Regions from separate parts of the Mus musculus genome. Here region 1 is linked to region 2. A link is a contact called in public Hi-C data. All regions are on one chromosome and are shown on one strand. Each heading gives the region's core, a stretch centred on a gene start, on an enhancer-like site or on the middle of the called end of the contact. The rest is flanking DNA. Distances are from core to core; before and after follow the strand shown.

Region 1 (3,572 bases), core at 716-3,215, 64 kb after region 2:
GCAGAGTACGGAGACACCAATTTTTCATTTGTATTGAAATTATGGGTTTCTTTCTTTTTCTTTTCTTTCCTTTTTTTTTGACACTTCTTATTTTTAAAGGTAATATGAGGTGATCTCTGTTGCTCTGCGTTTTGAAGTATGGCTTTATCCTTTAGTGAAGTTTGGAACACAGAGCTAAGGGGAATGTCCTGAGAAGGATTGGCACAGGCCAGCAGGCTTTCTTTGACTGTCTCATCCCTTCCAGCTACCGAGGTGGGAACAACTGCTCTCCATTCAAAACTTAATAATAACACATAAGGCAGAAGACTGTGCATGCAAGTCCATGGACAGAATTTACCTGTAGGCCTCAGTTTCACAAGTCTTTTTCCTGTAGAATCACTATGTGACCATGTAGAGAGTATCCTTCTCAACACTAGTCTTTCATATTGGACATTTTTCAAAAGAATAAGGGTCTTGAACTTCTCATGGCCTCTGAGAGCTGGCTCTGCCTGCTGCTAGGTTGGTGAGGTTTAAGAGTAGGCTGTGCAGTGAAATCATGTGTGGAAGAGACAGAGAATCCTGGGCTAAGTACAGACTTGCCCTGGGAAGGGGTTCCCATAGATGCCTGACTCCTCTTCTCTCAGTAGAAATGTGGGGGAAGAGGGGACGCAGGAGAAACTTGTAAATATACAATAATTTCTGGATTAATGAAAATAGAAATTCCTCTACCCTATCAGTTGCCTGGTCATTCATTTTACCTATGTTATTTTGAGTTTTTTAGGACCATTGAGCATATGTGTGTTTACCTGTGTGTTCCATGTGTGGGAGCACCTCAGAGATGAGAAGAAAGATGAGGGTTGCTGGTTACAAGAAACTTTTAGCTGGCTGCAGAGATGGCTCAGCAGTTAAGGGCACTGACTGCTCTTCCAGAGCTCCTGAGTTCAAATCCCAGCAACCACGTGGTGGCTCACAACCACCTGCAATGGGTTTTGATGCCCTCTTCTGGTGTCTGAAGATAGCGACTGTGTACTCACATATATAAAATAAATAAATTTTTAAAAAGAAAAGAAAAGAAAAATGGAAAGAAGCTTTCAGCCATACAATATGGCTGTCAGGAAATGAATTTGGGTTATACTGAACAGCAGGAAGCATTCTTGATTTTGGACTCATTTCTTCAAACCATGTACTGATACTGCATCTTGTTTCATTTTATTTTGAGATGTCTCACTGCATGGCAGGTTTACCATGACCTTGTAAGCTCTAGCCTTACTGTCTTCATCACTACATAAATCATGCTGTAGTACATCAACAGCATCTCTGCATGTTGTGCCCTGTGAGAAGGTCAGGAGGCTGGACCTTTCTCAGTATACTCTGGAGCATCGTGATGGTTTCACAGGGGAAGGGGCAGCACCCAGGACAGATCTACAGCCCCAAGTATGGGTAGAGACTCAAGAACATCATGATGAGACAGAACCATGTGTAATTAGCAGGAAGTACTCTGTAAGGTGATCCCAGGATGCCTGCAACATTTCCCCTTTCCTCCTCACCCAGTTTTTTGTTGTTGTTCTTAGAAGCCAGTGTACTCAGAGGGACATAGAATGACTCAGGCTGGCACAAGAGGATGTTTCACTCAATCATGCATGAGAATTGCACTGTACCCAACCAAGACCCATCCCTCCAACCTGAGATCTTCAACTATTAGAATACAATAAAATTCTGGTTATTAGTTCAGACTGAGCAGTTGTGGCATCTGTCCAAGTCAAGGAATGGGTTTGACAGTGGGCCTGTTTCCACCCTAGTTAGCACTGACTCTAGGCTCCTCTGCTCCCCTTTATGCATGAAGAAGAAAGTGTTGGTTGGGTGGGGTACACTGCCTTTTGGGAGAAAGTGTTTCCTAACCTGGCTGAACTGGACTCCTGGTCCCAGTAGATGGCTTTGTTCCCATCTACCTCAGCAGATCAGAATAGCCCAGAGATCAGAAGAGCTGTCTTGTTAAATATTCACATGGTTTGGCCAGGAATGAGATCAGCCCACCCTCCTCAGGACAGAGTAGAGGAACAGCTGGGAACTGTCCTTTGGCTTGTGTGAGAATCTAAGGATAGATGGATGGATGGACTGAGGGACCTCCATGAATCAACAACATGTCCTGAGACTTTCTCTTCAGCCCTGTGGCTCATGCAACAGACCCACATCCACTTTCCTATTCTCTCTGACTTTACCCAAAAATTCCAGGGTCCTATCTAGATCCTCCTGCTTTCCAGAAGACCTTGATTCAATAAGAGTGTCCACCACTATCAGGGTTGATAAGGAGAGAACTGTAGGAGAGAGGATCGGGAAATGTCCATAGAAGGTATCTGGGGTCTGTTGGATAGATGTACCTGGGTTCTGGTCAATGTTGTGGGCATGTTGCTGGGGTTTCTGGAGGGTAGTAAGGTCCTTCCAGGTGTGGCCTGGTGTGCGGCCTCCTCTTGAGGGAGGGAACTTGCTTGCCATGTTGAGCACAGTTTCCCCGAGTATAGTTTATTTTTTCTACAGTTGAACTCTGTTGTATATTTATGTAAAAATACAGTCTCTTTTTAAAAATAAAGATTTTCATGCCTTAAAAAAAAAAGAAGGTATGCTCTAGTGAACTCACTGTTGAAGCGAGACAAGATCCAACAGCACCAATATCTGCACGAACTTTGGTCAAGAAAGCCTAGTACTACATTTTGCAAGATGCAGTTCAGAGCTAGGATTCTGCGGACATGTGTGCTAATAGCCCCATGACAAATGTCCTATTAGTTTCTGCACACGCAGGAGCAGAGACAGAAGTGGAGGCAGGATGACAAGGAATATCAGCCATAATTTAAACAGAATCAGGCACAGGAGAGAAGGAACAGAAGGCCAAATGTAGAGCAGACCCATGGGCAGCTTGCCCGCTTGTAGGGAGAGTGGCCCAGCTTTAGATTCACAGATAAACCACTGATAACCAAGGCCCAGACCTTAAGGAAGAACTGTAATAAATCACTTATTGCACCTCTTCCTGATAGAACCATGGTCCTCTGTTGAGGCTGGCCAGTGGCCCACATGTCTGGGTTCTAGCCTGGGAGGCAACTTGGAACCTGGAAGAGAAGAGGGAACTAGGCGGCGTGAGAAAGAATAAAATCAAGACATCAGTCTGATCAAGGTTCAATTTTACTATTCTGAGACACTGGGTTATGAAGAAGGGGAAGGGGCCCATTCCGACCAAATCATCCTTGGAGTCCAGTTTCAGGTGACCACGTGTCTCCTGAACAGCTAGGCAGCAGGTAGCAGCTGTGGGAGTGGCAGACCGATAGGGTGGCTGGCTCCACCCCTGATGCTCTCCTTGTGCTAACAGTCAAACCTGATCAGCCAGATTTCAAGCTGGGGGCGGGGGAGGTTACATCTCCTGCCTGTTGTTAATATAAAAAAGAAAAGGCTGGGCTGAGGCATAAAATTTATTTATGCTCTATAGTTCTGCCTGAATTCTTAGGGCCTAGTGAAGAAACCTGTTTCAGTGGGATTTCCTAGCTTTTCTCATGGTAAACCCTATCTGGATAAGACTGTGCTTTCTGTCCTAGTAAACATCTTGC
Region 2 (3,697 bases), core at 282-2,781:
CTTGGTAGGGCAGCCAGCAGATGGCAAAGACAACTATGTAAGCCCACATCAACAGGCAGTGGCGCCTGCTCTCCGTCTGCCTTTGCCTCCGAAGCCGGCAGGCTGTCAGGATATTGAACACTGCGATGAGAAGAAAAGGCAGTAGGAAGCCCAGGATGGTGGCCGACAGGGCCACTGCCAGGGCCCAGGCGCTGTACGTTTCAAAAGGTGCTAGGAAGAGGCACATGGGCTCGGAGCCATCCAACAGCTGGATGTGCACCACCTCCGGCAGTGGGATAATGGCGGAGAGGACCCAGACGCCTGCGCACACGGCCCTCCGTATTCGGTGCTGGTGGCGCTGCCAGGAGGGAGAGGTGTTGGTGAGGGTGACGTAGCGGTCAATGCTGAGGCACGTCAGGAAGAAGATGCTGCTGTACATGTTGACAAGGTAGAAATAATGAATGAAGCGACAGGAGAAGCTGCCCCAGAGCCAAGTGTACTCCAGCATGACCTCCAGCATCCAAACAGGCAGAGACAGGATGATGCCCAGGTCTGCGATGGCCATGTTGAGGATGTACAGGTTCAGCATCCCCACCCGGCCTGAACGGCGGCAGTTGACACATATCACCAGGACGTTCTCTACTAAGCCTACCACGAAGATGGCCAGGTAGAAGACGAAGAGGACCACGTGTTTGGTGTTCTCGTTGAATTCTATGTGGCAATCGGTAAAGGTCTGGTTGAAGAGGTGGAGCAGCTCTGTCCAGTTGTGGATGTCTCTAAAATCATTGTCCGGTTCCAAGGTGGAGACGGGCCTGGGGCTGGGTATGACTGACATGAGGGCCAACTTGGGTCTGTTGGACAGAAGAGAGGGTTGGAAAAGAAGAAAGAGAGAGAGAGTCCCTGAGAAGGCAGCCTCTGTCTGCCCCCATACCTCCAACTAAAAGGCCTCAGGGGCCTGGGGGAACTCTCTGGCTGAGGGAAGGTGAGAAAAGCATGTTTAGGACTCAGATTATGTCTGCGTTAGTTTGACCCAAGAACAGACATTTTGTAGGAAAATTGGTGTTACTTGTACCCAACAAGGTTTCTTCCCAGCAATTCCAGCTTACTAGCATCCCCAGTGGTCTCTAATTCTGATTCCCTCTTGAGATTTTACTAATTTAGTGCAATCTCCATTAGGGGTTCCTGTTCTGCCTTGCTATTTGGTCATAGGTTTGGGATACACAGACACACAGACAGACACCCACCCACCCCTCACACCTCTGAGCTGCCCCTGGGAAAATCTTTGGATCCCATGGGAAAGCCATTTGTCTCCAGTCCCTGACTGTCATCTTCCCAGGGAGAGTTCAGCACTCACCTGGATTTCTCTTGGGAGCACCTGTCCCGGGGAGCCTGTGGATGGGGCTGTTAGTGCCAGGAGGCTGCAGAGGCAGCTTTGCGGAGCAGGCGCTGCTGCTGGCTCCAGGCAGCTCTGCTTGCCTGCAGGAAGTAGCTGTCACTTGCTGAGGCTCTGTGGGAGAGGGCTGGGGTTTTTCCTGTATCCTCCCAATCCAGTCAAAGGGGACGGACATCCGAGAGACTGACAGTGTGTGTATGTGTCAGGGGTGGGAGTGGGGAGATGGCCAAGCTGCGAGCATTGAAACCCAGACTCAGTAGCCGTACAGATTAGCCTCCTTAAGTCTCGGTTCTTCTCACCTCTGCAAAATGGGGCAACCAAAAAAACAAAAACAAAACAAACAAAAAACCAAAAAACCCAACAACAACAACAACAACAACAAATAAAACAAGATCTCATGGCAAATTTCTTTTTTCTTTGTTTTTATTTTTTTAAAGTTTATTTTATGTGTGTGAGTTTATTTTGCCCACATGTACATACAAGTAACACATTTGTGCCTGGTCACCGAGGAAGTCAGAGGAAGTCTGATCTCTTGCAACTGTAGCTGTGGATGGTTGTGAGCCATCACGTGGGAGCTGGGAACCAAACCCAGGTCCTCCGCAAGAGCAACAAGTGCTCTTAACTGTCTCTCCAGCCCCCGGGGCCAATTTCTTATATGAATACAGAAATGCATGCTTTCATTTCTCTTGATGGCTTAGAGTCTCTCTCCCGTGTGTGTCTGCAGTGACAAGGACAAAACCACACTGCAGTCACTCCGGGCTTCAATGTGTCCCCTTTCATGGTTACAACCCCCTGCCCCACCCCCACCCCCAGAACTTCCATTTTGGAATCAAAGGTCTGCTGATGTGGGGAGCTTCTCAACATGTTGGGGCCCAGAGTTCGGCTGTTTTACACCAGGCACATGGCACACGGCTGACCGTCTGGACCTGAATCTGCATTTGGTAGGATGTACAGACAAGGGTGTGCCAACTGCAAGGGATTAAAGATATGACTGAGATCCTCATAACAATATTAGCCATTTTAAAGATTTCCTATTTGTTTGTTTGCTTGTTTGTTTGTTTTTTGTGTGTGTATGAATGTGTAAGTGTGTGTTGTGTATGCCTTGTGTATGCTAAGAGTCCAGAAGAGGGTGTTAGATCCCTGGAGCCAGAGTTACAGGCAGTTGTGAGTCACTCCATACGGGTATTGGAAACCAAATTCAGGTCCTCTGAAAGAGCAGCAAATGTTCCTAGATGCTTAGCCATCTCTCCAGCCCCCAAATTCTCTGAACAGCTCAATGGCATTTCAGCACATGTTGTGCAGGCTAGCTGACGCAAACTAGCCTCAACAGAGAAAATGCCTCCATAAGATCTGGTTCTAAGACATTTTCTGAATTAGTGACCAGTGGGGAAGGACTCAGCCCATGGTGGGTGGGTGGTGCCATCCCCAGGCTGGTGGTCCTGAGTTCTATAAGAAAGCAGGCTGAGCAAGTCCTGATGAACAAGCCAGGAAGCAGCGCCCCTCCATAGCCTCTGCTCTGCACCAGCTCCTGCCTCCAGGTTCCAGCCCTGTTTGAGTTCCTGTCCTGACTTCCTTCAGTGATGAACTAGAGAAACATAAGCCAAAGAAACCTTTTCCTCCCTAAGTTGCTTGTGGTCATGATGTCAGCAAAAGAAAGTCAAGACATTTTTTGGGTCTTCTTCTTTCCCTCATTTTCCCACTCCCTCTCCCCACCCCCCGCCTCGTGTGTGTGTGTGTGTGTGTGTGTGTGTGTGTGTGTGTGTGTGTGTGCGCGCGCGTGTGCACGTGCAGGTGTGTCTGCAGAGGCCAGAGATCAGTGTCAACTGTGTCAACTATCTCTATTGCTCTTCATTTTATTTACTTACATGTTTTTAAAGGCTTTATTTCTAACTGTAGGTGTTTGCATGTCTGTGCATGTACATGCTACATGTTTGGGAGGGCCCCTGAAGCCCAGAAGAGGGTTTCAGATCCCCTGGGGCTGGAGTTCCATGTGGCTGTGAGCCACTCCACGTGGATGTGTCCAACCCATCTCAGGTCCCCTGGAAGAACATTGGGCTCTCTCAACTGATGAGCCATCTCTCCAACCTTGCCCCATTTGTTTGTTTGCTTGTTTATATTTTTTTACTTTTGACAGTGTAGTTAGTTCACTGGACTTGTACCTCTCCTCTCATATGAGCAGCAAGTCCCTGGCATCCTCCTGTCTCTGCTTTCCCCCAGCACTTGAGATACAGGTAAACTCAGGCCCCACGGCTTCCTTCCCTACAGGCCACCCTGGTCTTCCTCTGCTGCCCGTTTCCTTCTTGTCTGAGGTAGTGTCTCCTTGTA

The links. A called contact is a pair of places that touch in the nucleus more often than the background predicts.
Region 1: a Hi-C map of liver shows a contact between it and region 2, with 2.4 times the contacts expected there. The contact joins the enhancer-like site here to the promoter of Gpr182 in region 2. A contact is called at or near these places in 14 of 39 promoter capture datasets (the 3T3-L1 cell line, 3T3-L1-derived adipocytes, the SN4741 cell line and 8 more), 1 of 15 datasets of contacts at CTCF or cohesin (the NIH/3T3 cell line), 12 of 484 Hi-C or Micro-C datasets (the G1E-ER4 cell line, colorectal tumor organoids, embryonic stem cells and 3 more), 18 of 115 datasets of contacts at active chromatin or transcription factors (T-cell acute lymphoblastic leukemia, bone marrow-derived macrophages, cardiomyocytes and 11 more) and 3 of 9 other capture datasets (adipose tissue, embryonic stem cells and liver).

Annotation. Positions count from the first base shown.
Region 1 is chr10:127,814,131-127,817,702 of GRCm38.p6, forward strand. Rdh16 (retinol dehydrogenase 16) reads left to right here. Exons shown (of 4, transcript NM_009040.3): 4 at 1-1,709. Among named protein-coding and RNA genes, the nearest start is that of Rdh16, 15 kb to the left of the region's middle. Within about 2 kb of position 1,966, at least 7 of the 459 cell types and tissues checked have an H3K27ac peak or open chromatin away from gene starts, as enhancers often do. A contact at or near this core is called in kidney, liver and trophoblast stem cells, where this site is marked.
Region 2 is chr10:127,750,267-127,753,963 of GRCm38.p6, forward strand. It overlaps Gpr182 (G protein-coupled receptor 182), which reads right to left and starts at 1,532. Exons shown (of 2, transcript NM_007412.2): 1 at 1,334-1,532; 2 at 1-830. The coding sequence starts at 814.